Linked DNA regions of Mus musculus: region 2 is linked to region 1. A link is a contact called in public Hi-C data. All regions are on one chromosome and are shown on one strand. Each heading gives the region's core, a stretch centred on a gene start, on an enhancer-like site or on the middle of the called end of the contact. The rest is flanking DNA. Distances are from core to core; before and after follow the strand shown. Region 1 has its middle 32 kb from the start of Gm34542. Region 2 holds the start of Cyp24a1 (cytochrome P450, family 24, subfamily a, polypeptide 1).

Region 1 (4,462 bases), core at 1,128-3,627:
GGCAACTTTGGCTTTGATGATCTAGTACGAGATTTTAATAGCATCTTCAGCGAGATGGGGGCCTGGACCTTGCCTTCCCACTCTCCTGAACTTCCAGGTCCTGAGTCAGAAACACCTGGTGAGAGACTGCGGGAGGGGCAGACACTACGAGACTCAATGCTTAAGTACCCAGATAGTCACCAACCCAGGATCTTTGAGGGGGTCTTGGAGAGTCATGCAAAACCTGAATCCCCAAAACCAGCTCCAGATTGGGGGTCCCAGGGACCTTTTCATAGGTTGGATGATACATGGCCTGTGAGTCCCCATTCTAGAGCCAAAGAGGACAAAGATCTTGATTCCCAGGTTTCCCAGGAAGGTCTGGGTCCACTTCTTCAACCCCAGCCCAAATCGTATTTCAAAAGTATCTCTGTGACCAAGATCACTAAGCCAGATGGGACAGTGGAGGAACGCCGCACTGTGGTAGACAGTGAGGGCCGGAGGGAGACCACAGTGACCCATCAAGAAGCCCATGACAGTTCCAGAAGTGATCCAGACTCTCAGAGATCTTCAGCTTTGGATGATCCCTTTTCCATTCTGGATTTGCTACTAGGACGTTGGTTTCGGTCCCGATAGCGTTCTTAAACAGAGGCCTTCAGGTCCTTCCCACTCCCTTCCTGTTGCCCATTGCCAATAAGCTTAGCTCTGTCTGTCATCCCAGGGTCTTAAATGTGTGAAACAATTAATTGAGCTTATGCCAGTCTGTCATTCATCCAAATTGACCAATAAAGCCTTTATTTATGCTAAAAAAAAAAAAAAAAAAAAGAGCAGCTGGGTGGTTGTTGTTTGTTTGTTTGTTTTATGTGTAACACAGGCTGCCTTCAGACTTTCAATCTTCCTGCCTCGGATCCTACAGTAAGCTGTCCACTGCTGTGTGGTTCTAGCTTGGCTGTACTTTCTTTTACCGAGAACCTAACGTGAGTCACACATGGATCAAGTAAGACCTTTCTCTCTATGCCAGCCAAGCTTGTTTTCCCACTTGTGGTTTTGGTCTCATTATATAGCACAAGCCAGCTTCAAATCTGAGATCCCCCTGCCTCTGCCTCTTAAATGTTAGCATTCGAGGCAGGGCCCCCTATGCCTGGCTTGTCCATGTGGTTTCCAATCCGCATAGCAGAAGAGAGACCAGAGACTCAGGAAGTAGCCTGGCCTTGTTTACGGCTTTCATACATTTTATGACAGGGTAGGTCTGTGCCAAAAAACTGATCACCCACCTGTGTGTAGATGAGATCAGCAAAGGCAAGCAAGGTGAAGCACGCCATGGTCGTGCTGGCAAGAATTAACATAAGGACACAAGGAAAGCAGCCTCCTCCGGCCACGAATTGCGTATCTCTCCTCTCTCGCTTCTGTCCACTGAGGGCATTTTTTTTTTTAACTGGGTGGCAGGAACGGTTTCATTAAGTATGTTCCCCGACTTATCAGGTGCCTCTGGTTCTAAAATGTTCATTCCCAGGGCCCTCGGAGAAACCCAGAGATGAAATCTTCCAAGCTAATGATAACACTTCCAGTAGTTTCCACTCCAGGCAGGGCCTAATTATATGTGATTTTTACAGTAGTATCCGCAGATGAGACAGATAAGCCGACTCCATTCTGTCTGGAGTATGTCTTGCGCGGACAACCTTAATTGAATCACTGTTAACCCCTCCCCTTGGCTGCTAACTGGCACTCTGGAAGTGCCCATCGAGGTTCAGCTATTGTCGGAGCAAAGGCTGTTACTGCTCTCTTGTTTGTATTTTAGCCCGGAGACTGCAGGAGGGAAAGGCAGTTTGGCAAGTGTGTAATGATAAAGGAATCATTTGGTTTAAACACTCTCACCTAACAGCTTCTTATTATTGTTCCTAACTTCCAGAGCAATGCTGCTTTGGGCGTGGGTGAGCACACTATTGGGGGAAAGCTTTGATATTACAGATAAAGAAGAAAAAGGAAAAATAAAAATAAAAGCAACAGGGTTCCGCCTTTGAGTTAGGAACGGCCTTTAAAAGGCATCCAAAGAAAGTTGGCTCAGTCTGAACTGGGAGAAGAAAAGGAGCCAGGGAAAGTTTGATTTGACTTCCTCTGCGCTTTGTTTATAGCGAGCGTTGGAGCAGAAAGGCTCGAGAGGGAGAGCCCTGATCCACTTGCTGAATGCAGAGATAGATGCGCGCGAGTGGGTGTCGAATTCACCGTGTGCAGGGGACGAGAAAAGTCCCGATCCACCGGGACCCAGAGTACGTTTCTCAATTCGGTTACGATCTGAAAAGAGAGCCAAGGTCTCGTTGGCGAGTGTCGCCAAGTACTCCCCCGCCCCTTCCCTGTGGCCACAGAAAGGTCTGGTGGGGGTGGACAGGGCAGTGTGGCCAGCCTGTTGCCATGGAGGCGGCTTAATCTGAAGACAGTCGAATTCAAAGCTCACAGTAGAAAGGATGGGATAGCATTGAAATGGTGACCGTTTACTTAGAAGAATGCCCAAGCTGTAGCGCACAGAGATAAGCTGCGGCTGACATCTCTCCAGCCGGCCGAAGCAGCCAAACCGGTTGGGCAACTTTCTTTCTTTTCTTTTTCCTTTTTCTGTTGGATCAGGCCAGTACTGAATAGCAACTAGCAACCTGGGACTGTAGGGAAAAAAGAGAACCCCCCCCCCCCCCCCCCCCCCCCCCCCCGCTTCCCAAGTTCTCCTTGTGTTTGAGAGGAAAAAAGGGAGACCTAGAGATTTAAATAACTTTTCATCTTGAATTTGTTGTTTTCTTGTTTCTAACAAAACTATTTAGTTGATGTCTGCCATGTTGTCTTGTTCAGGAGAGGATTGCCGCTGGTGGGTTAAACCGCAAACTAAGGAAGGGAAACATACAGTGTATCAGAGAATGTATTAGCTTCTGCAGACTTCTTGGAGACTCTCCTCTCGCTGGCCCCTGGGACACCAGAAGGGACTGGGCAAGGTGGAGTTAGAAACGGGGGGGGGGGGGGGGGGGACCAGAGTGAGGATGGAGTGATAAAGGGGACCAGGGGGAGGAGCTTGCTTCGATTGCTTCCTTGGGTGTCTCTATTTCACTAAAGCACTCCTGTGTTAGTGTAAGAATTGCCATGACGCTTCAGAGCCCCGGAAAGAGATTACTGCAAAACTAAGCCCCGGGACATTTTAAGGGGACTGCTACAGCACACAGGCACCTCAGACTTCCTGGGTTAGCATCTGAAGCGCTTCTACCTTGGAGCGCCGGACTCCAACACTTCTCTCCTAGCTCCTGCTTCCGGCCAGGCTGTGTGCTCTCGGTGTTTTGTGGAAGAAACCTGGATCAGGATTTGAGCGACACAAAGCTCGGTGTTCAGTGAACTCTCCCGGTTGTGGCTGAAACACTGCAAAAACAGTTCCTTTGGGGTGGAACTGATCTTGGCGCCAGACAACCATCTTTCCAGTGCTAAGAGGCCTAGTGTCGATGTTTCCAGAAGACTCAGAAATTGCAGGGTTTCGGACTCTCTGAGTTCTTGTTTTACAGGGAGACGAACATTTAAAAAACACAAAGTCATACTTGGCTATTCCTCATAAAGGCTCTCTTGCCCTTCATAGGATGCGTACAGGACTCCTAAGTGTGTGCTTCCGTTTGTGTTTTAAATGGCCTATCTTCTAAGGGGTCAGCCATAGCCTTTGCTTCTCACTGATCTGGAAACAAAAGATTCCAAGGGGAAGTTCGCTTTGTTCCCGGATGCTGTATGCAGATGAGCCTGTTGCTAATAAATTAAGTCAAGGGTTTGAGTCTTTTCCAAACCTTATCTTCTTGCGCTTGTGCCTCAGGATTCAATGGGCCCTCCAGCTTCCCCTGTATCTTACGTATTGTGCAGTGGCCTAATGCTGAAGCCAGACACTCAGAATTAAAGTGTATTAGAGTAGCCGGGAGAATGAAGGGACCTAGCACCAAAAGAGGCGGACGTCATCCTGTTGTTTCCAGGTAGGAGGTACCACAGACATCTTAGGCTCATAAGCAATGTTCTTCATGCTCTTTCCCCTTCCCCATTTCTACCCCTGCTTCTACACCCAGGATTCTACTTTTGGCATCCTGAACATTATGGGATGGAGGGTTCTTCTTGGTGGTGCGAGCAGAACCCATCCTCTGTGTTAAAGGCCACACTAGATATCAGTTGCTGCTGTAACAGTCAAGACAATTAAAGAAAAAAAAAAGCCTTTCTGCACAGCCAAACATCCTGGAGAGTGAGGAGAGCTTCCCTTAGGCTGAACACCTGTGTTCTAGAACAATCTGCCCTCAGGTTCCTTGAAAAGGAAGACACTCAAAAAAAAAAAAAAAAAAAAAAAAAAGACCTGTTCTAAAATAAGTATTTTAAGCAGAATCTGTAGAACTGGAACTGAAACAGTGAAAGGTGGAGAGCGAGAAGGAGGAGGAGTCTAACCAGTAGCCCTCAGGTTCCAGGAGAGGCACAGAGAGCTTTACCAAAGGAA
Region 2 (4,462 bases), core at 1,122-3,621, 210 kb after region 1:
ACATCAGCACGGAGTACAAAATCTCTGGACACATCATGCCATTTTATTCCTCTACGTTTTCAGAAGACCGGTCTCTACAGGAACATGCCCCCATCCCCCACCCCGCGCCCAGATTCTTTACCACTGTATTCCTATTACAAATGCAAAGCCTCCCCGCTCCTGCCACCCCTGTCCCCGCCTCAAGTGTTGCCGCCTAGGGCTCTTAGAAGCAGGCATCACATTCAGTACTGTAGACTAGGGGCTCTAAAGACTGGGAAATCGGCTTCGAGAAGTTAAATAACACAGCCCGGTCTCACTGCTAGCTGGTGGAAGCCTTGGAACTGCCCAGGAAGCTTGTAACTGTTCCCTCGGTGGGATTACTTTAGGATTTGGAGCAGATGAGTTTGCGGGAAGAGGAAGGAATGAAAGGCGGAGAGAGACAGCATCTCCCTTCAACCACCCATGATCCACAATTCTTTTCCCTTTGTATTTAGAGCTGTGACCCAAAGTCCCCCGGTTAACAGCTCTCTGTCGCAGAGAGCCGCAGGAAAGCTGGCCCCAGTGCACAAACCTCATTGATTTTCTTGTCCAGCTTCATGATTTCCACGGGCTTCATGAGTTTCTTTTGGAAGGCGCTGCGGACCCGCTGCCACTCCTGTCCTTCCCTGCAGAGAAGGGGTATGCTTAGAGCACCACGAAAGAGGCTGCGCAGTGATTCGGGGAGCGCAAAAACTAACCCTGAAGATCGCCTGGAAAAGTCTCAGGAATCTTAGCTCTCAATGAATATTCGCGGCCGCCATCAGCCATCACTGACCCGAAAGAGGCTCACTGTGTCTCTCCGTGAGCTGATAGTTTATGGTAGTTATTTTCCTCAGTGGTGTAGGCTCTGACAAGATGTCTGTGCTCTAAATGACCCCCACCTATGGTCATGCGAGCAAACTCAGGGAGTTATAAACACAAAATAAAAACAACATGAAAATAGGAGAGAGAATTGTTGGGACAAGGGAGAATCTCAATAGGAGTGGGTGGGAGTATCAGAGAGGGCACTGAGTGATGAATGCGACCGGAAATACATTATAAACACGTATAAAATTGTCAAACAACGTTAAAATATTTGGTTTGACGTTAGGGTTAAGTCTTGCCCAAGACGACACCTGGAAGGTGAAGCCCAAATAAAGCGGGCATGGTGCTTTTGATGTGTCCTGTTGGGGGAGGCAGCATGTGTGCATCCCTTCACTGAATAGCTTGTGAGGGGAACCCACTCTCTACAGCACAATTTCAGGATGGCACCAGCTCTAGGTAGAGCAGGGGCTTTATATTCGTTGTCCATACGTCCCAGGGAACTCTAACGACTCCCCTTCCCCACTGTCCCGCACGTCCAGCCTCCCATCGTCTCCGTCCAGCAGAGGGGACTGACTCACAGGATCATCAGCCCGTAGGCTTCGTTGCGATGGTCCCGATAGGCTTTCCAGGGTTTGATCTCTAGCCGCTGGGGATGCGCGCTCTCTGTGCGGTACAGAGCTTCCAGCAGGCTCGGCGAGCCCAGATGCACCGAGTCGAAGGAGCCCAGCTTCATCCGGAAAATCTGGCCATACTTCTTGTGGTACTCTGCCTGCAGCGGGGCGGGCCAAATGCCATCAGCGCGCATCCTCAGGTGCCCCGGGCGCTTCTGCCTCGAGCTGCTGACCTGAGCTCCCCCTGCCACCCCGACCGGAAGGAATAGGGAACAGGGGACAATAGGTGATTAGGAAACAAACTATTTACCAGTGTGTCGTGCTGTTTCTTCAGGCCACCTTTCCAAAAAATCTCCAGTAGGCTGCCCAGCAGTGGCCAGTTGGTGGGTCCAGGTAAGGAGGTGACGTTCCGAGTCTCACCGTCGGTCATCAGCGGGCAGAGGGGCACCTCTTTTGGCGCACGCTTCACGTGCGCCTTGGATGTCACGGACCTTGGGGGTTGCCCGAGGTCCCGCAGCCGGCGCAGGAAAGCGATCAGGGGGCGCCTTTTGTCAATGGGGCAGCTCATAGTAGCAGGCGACCCGTGACACTCGAGGAGCAGTAGGGACTGAAATGGGTAAGGTATTTCGGAAGTGCTGTTGGGTTCTGAAGTTTTGGCGATTTGGGGAAGAGAGGCAAACAGAAGCCGCGGGTGTGGTAAAATACTGTACAACAGGATGGACTTGGAAGAGGCAGATGCCCAGGGATGCTGCAAGGTGCAGTTGTTTAGGGCGCAGGTCCCTGCCCTGAGCTGGCCACAGTGGCTGGGGAAGAGCGGCCGGGGTTTGGCCCGAGTACTCTGTGGCTTTGCAAATTTGACTTCTAAGGTCTAAAGCCACGAGGGGTCAAGGAGGGTCGAAGGGATGCCGCCAGGTCTGATGTACCTCCTTGTGCCTCCCCGAGCTCCCGGGCTTAGGGACCTCGTATTTATGGGAACAGGGCATGCTGGAGGTGGCCAATGAGCACGCTGAATAAGGGCGGAGGGGGACCGACTGGCAAGGATGGGAGGGACGCGGGGGGCGGGTGTGGAAAGAGGATGGAGTCAGCGAGGTGAGTGAGGGCGCCGGGGCCTCGGGTGACCGACACGCTGCTGGCCCGGCGGACGCACCGTGGTGGACTCCACCCCGGAGATAACCTGAGAAAGGCGAGTCGAGCCCAGGGTTCAGCGGGTGCGCTGCGAGCACGCCTCCTCTCCCTCCTCCTGCAGGTTGCAGCCGGCCTTGCAGGAGCCCAAGGCTGCGCTTGCACAATCGCCACTCAGGGCGGGCAAGGTTCCTGAGGACAGTGCGGAAGACCGCCCGCGCTTGCCAAGAGAGTGGAGAGCGAGCCTGCCTCCCAACATCCCGGGAGACAAGTTTTCGTAGCCTGAGCTGGACTTCCTTTGGATGAATGTTGCCTTTTTGAGCCTCTGAAGGAAGAGAGGATTTGAAACTTACTAGGATATACCAACAAGTGGGGGGGGGGGGGGGGCGGAGATAATTTTCTTACCCAGGGTCTTAAGCTAGGCAAGAAAGCCCAATGCGATTTGCAGAATTTCCTTACCAGATTCCTCGATGCTTCGGGTTGGGTTGTTAGGGAACCGAATAAATGAATGCACGTACACAGGTGTATGTCCTCAACAAAGGATGCTAGTGGCTTTAGTTCTGCGGGAGACTGTGGAGTGCCTTGAGGGCATGGCTTGGTTCCTTTGGAGTGCTTCCCAATGTCCCCTTAAGCCTTTCCTTCTTGCACACCGCCCACCCTTCGCAGAGCAGAGGCACCCACCGATTCCTAAGCGCCCCCACTTTCTCCCTAAAGCAGGCAGAGTTAGCCACAGATGCACCCTTGCTTTTGTATCTGGATAGATTAGAGCTCACTTTCCTAATTCTGGAAAGGAAATTGGTCTTCACTGATTTAAAGTGACTCATATTGTTTCCTGCTGTTCCAATGCCAAGCGCCAGCAACCAGGCAGGAGGCAGAGACTTTCCTCCTCGGCTTTCCAGTCACCTGACCGAAGGTTACTGTGACCCAAGCAATAGCAAAGTCTTCCGTAAACACCTGTCTGCTTCTGGAAAGGCTTTTGCAAATTTGTGATTTGTGCTCCAATACTGTCGTCTCGAATTTCCCCTAAGAGGTCGTGCTAACAAACAAACAAAAACTGCATATATGCAATAATTTATATGAAATCCACTAGATCAATGTTAATATGCACTGTCGTGTATACGGCATGCACTATAAGTTCATGTAGTCTCTTGTGTTTCTGTGAAACATACATTTTATAATATATGTAGTGCACTGTAGGCCATGTGAAAGTACCATATGTTAGACTTTCAAGAGCCTGTGACAAAACTGGAATTTCACTCCAATACTTATTTATTGATTGATAATTTATTTATGTATTTACCTCCCAAATGCTGCCCCCTCCCCCATCCCCTCACACTTCCTCCCTCCACTTCCCCTTCACCTCTGAGAGGATACCCCCCACCCCCACCCTCGTGGTTTATCATGTCTCTGGCAGGATTAGGCATATCCTTTCCTACTGAGGCCAGACAAGGCAGCTCTCTGCTGTGTATGTGCCAGGAGACAAATTTCACTTCAGCTCAACATCAAAAACACGTGAAAGAACCGTAACCCCACCCCCACCCCCCTGCCCATTGTCACAGACATTAGTAGCCCCAATGGCATTTGGATCCCAGTTTCTAACCCAGCCTGACTCTTCAGCATCGACATCCATATGTATCATTATTTCTATTGCTTTCTTGAGACAGTCTCATAGCCCAGGCTAGCTCAAACCCCTCATCCTCCTGTTTCCACCTCTAGAGTGTTGGCTGATGGTTTATTTCACCATGCCTAACATCACCTGGCCAATCATATCACTCTCTTCCATGGCGATGGAAGTATTCCTTCCATGACGATGTGCCCCAGAGGAGGGTGGGATCAGAACTTTCTCGTTTGGGTACGTGGCAGAGAGTGGCAGAGAGCATGCATCCTTAGAGGGAGGTGTTATTTCC

The links. A called contact is a pair of places that touch in the nucleus more often than the background predicts.
Region 2: a contact with region 1 is called in a Hi-C map of stem cell-derived neural progenitor cells, with 4 times the contacts expected there. The contact joins the promoter of Cyp24a1 here to the enhancer-like site in region 1. A contact is called at or near these places in 5 of 484 Hi-C or Micro-C datasets (the G1E-ER4 cell line, nephron progenitors and stem cell-derived neural progenitor cells) and 2 of 115 datasets of contacts at active chromatin or transcription factors (embryonic stem cells and pancreatic cancer cells).

What each region holds. Positions count from the first base shown.
Region 1 is chr2:170,285,269-170,289,730 of GRCm38.p6, forward strand. It overlaps the pseudogene Gm14270. Among named protein-coding and RNA genes, the nearest start is that of Gm34542, 32 kb to the right of the region's middle. Within about 2 kb of position 2,378, at least 141 of the 459 cell types and tissues checked have an H3K27ac peak or open chromatin away from gene starts, as enhancers often do. A contact at or near this core is called in nephron progenitors and stem cell-derived neural progenitor cells, where this site is marked.
Region 2 is chr2:170,494,774-170,499,235 of GRCm38.p6, forward strand. Cyp24a1 (cytochrome P450, family 24, subfamily a, polypeptide 1) reads right to left here and starts at 2,372. Exons shown (of 12, transcript NM_009996.4): 1 at 1,744-2,372; 2 at 1,401-1,591; 3 at 551-644. The coding sequence starts at 2,001. It also overlaps a transcript of Pfdn4 not described here.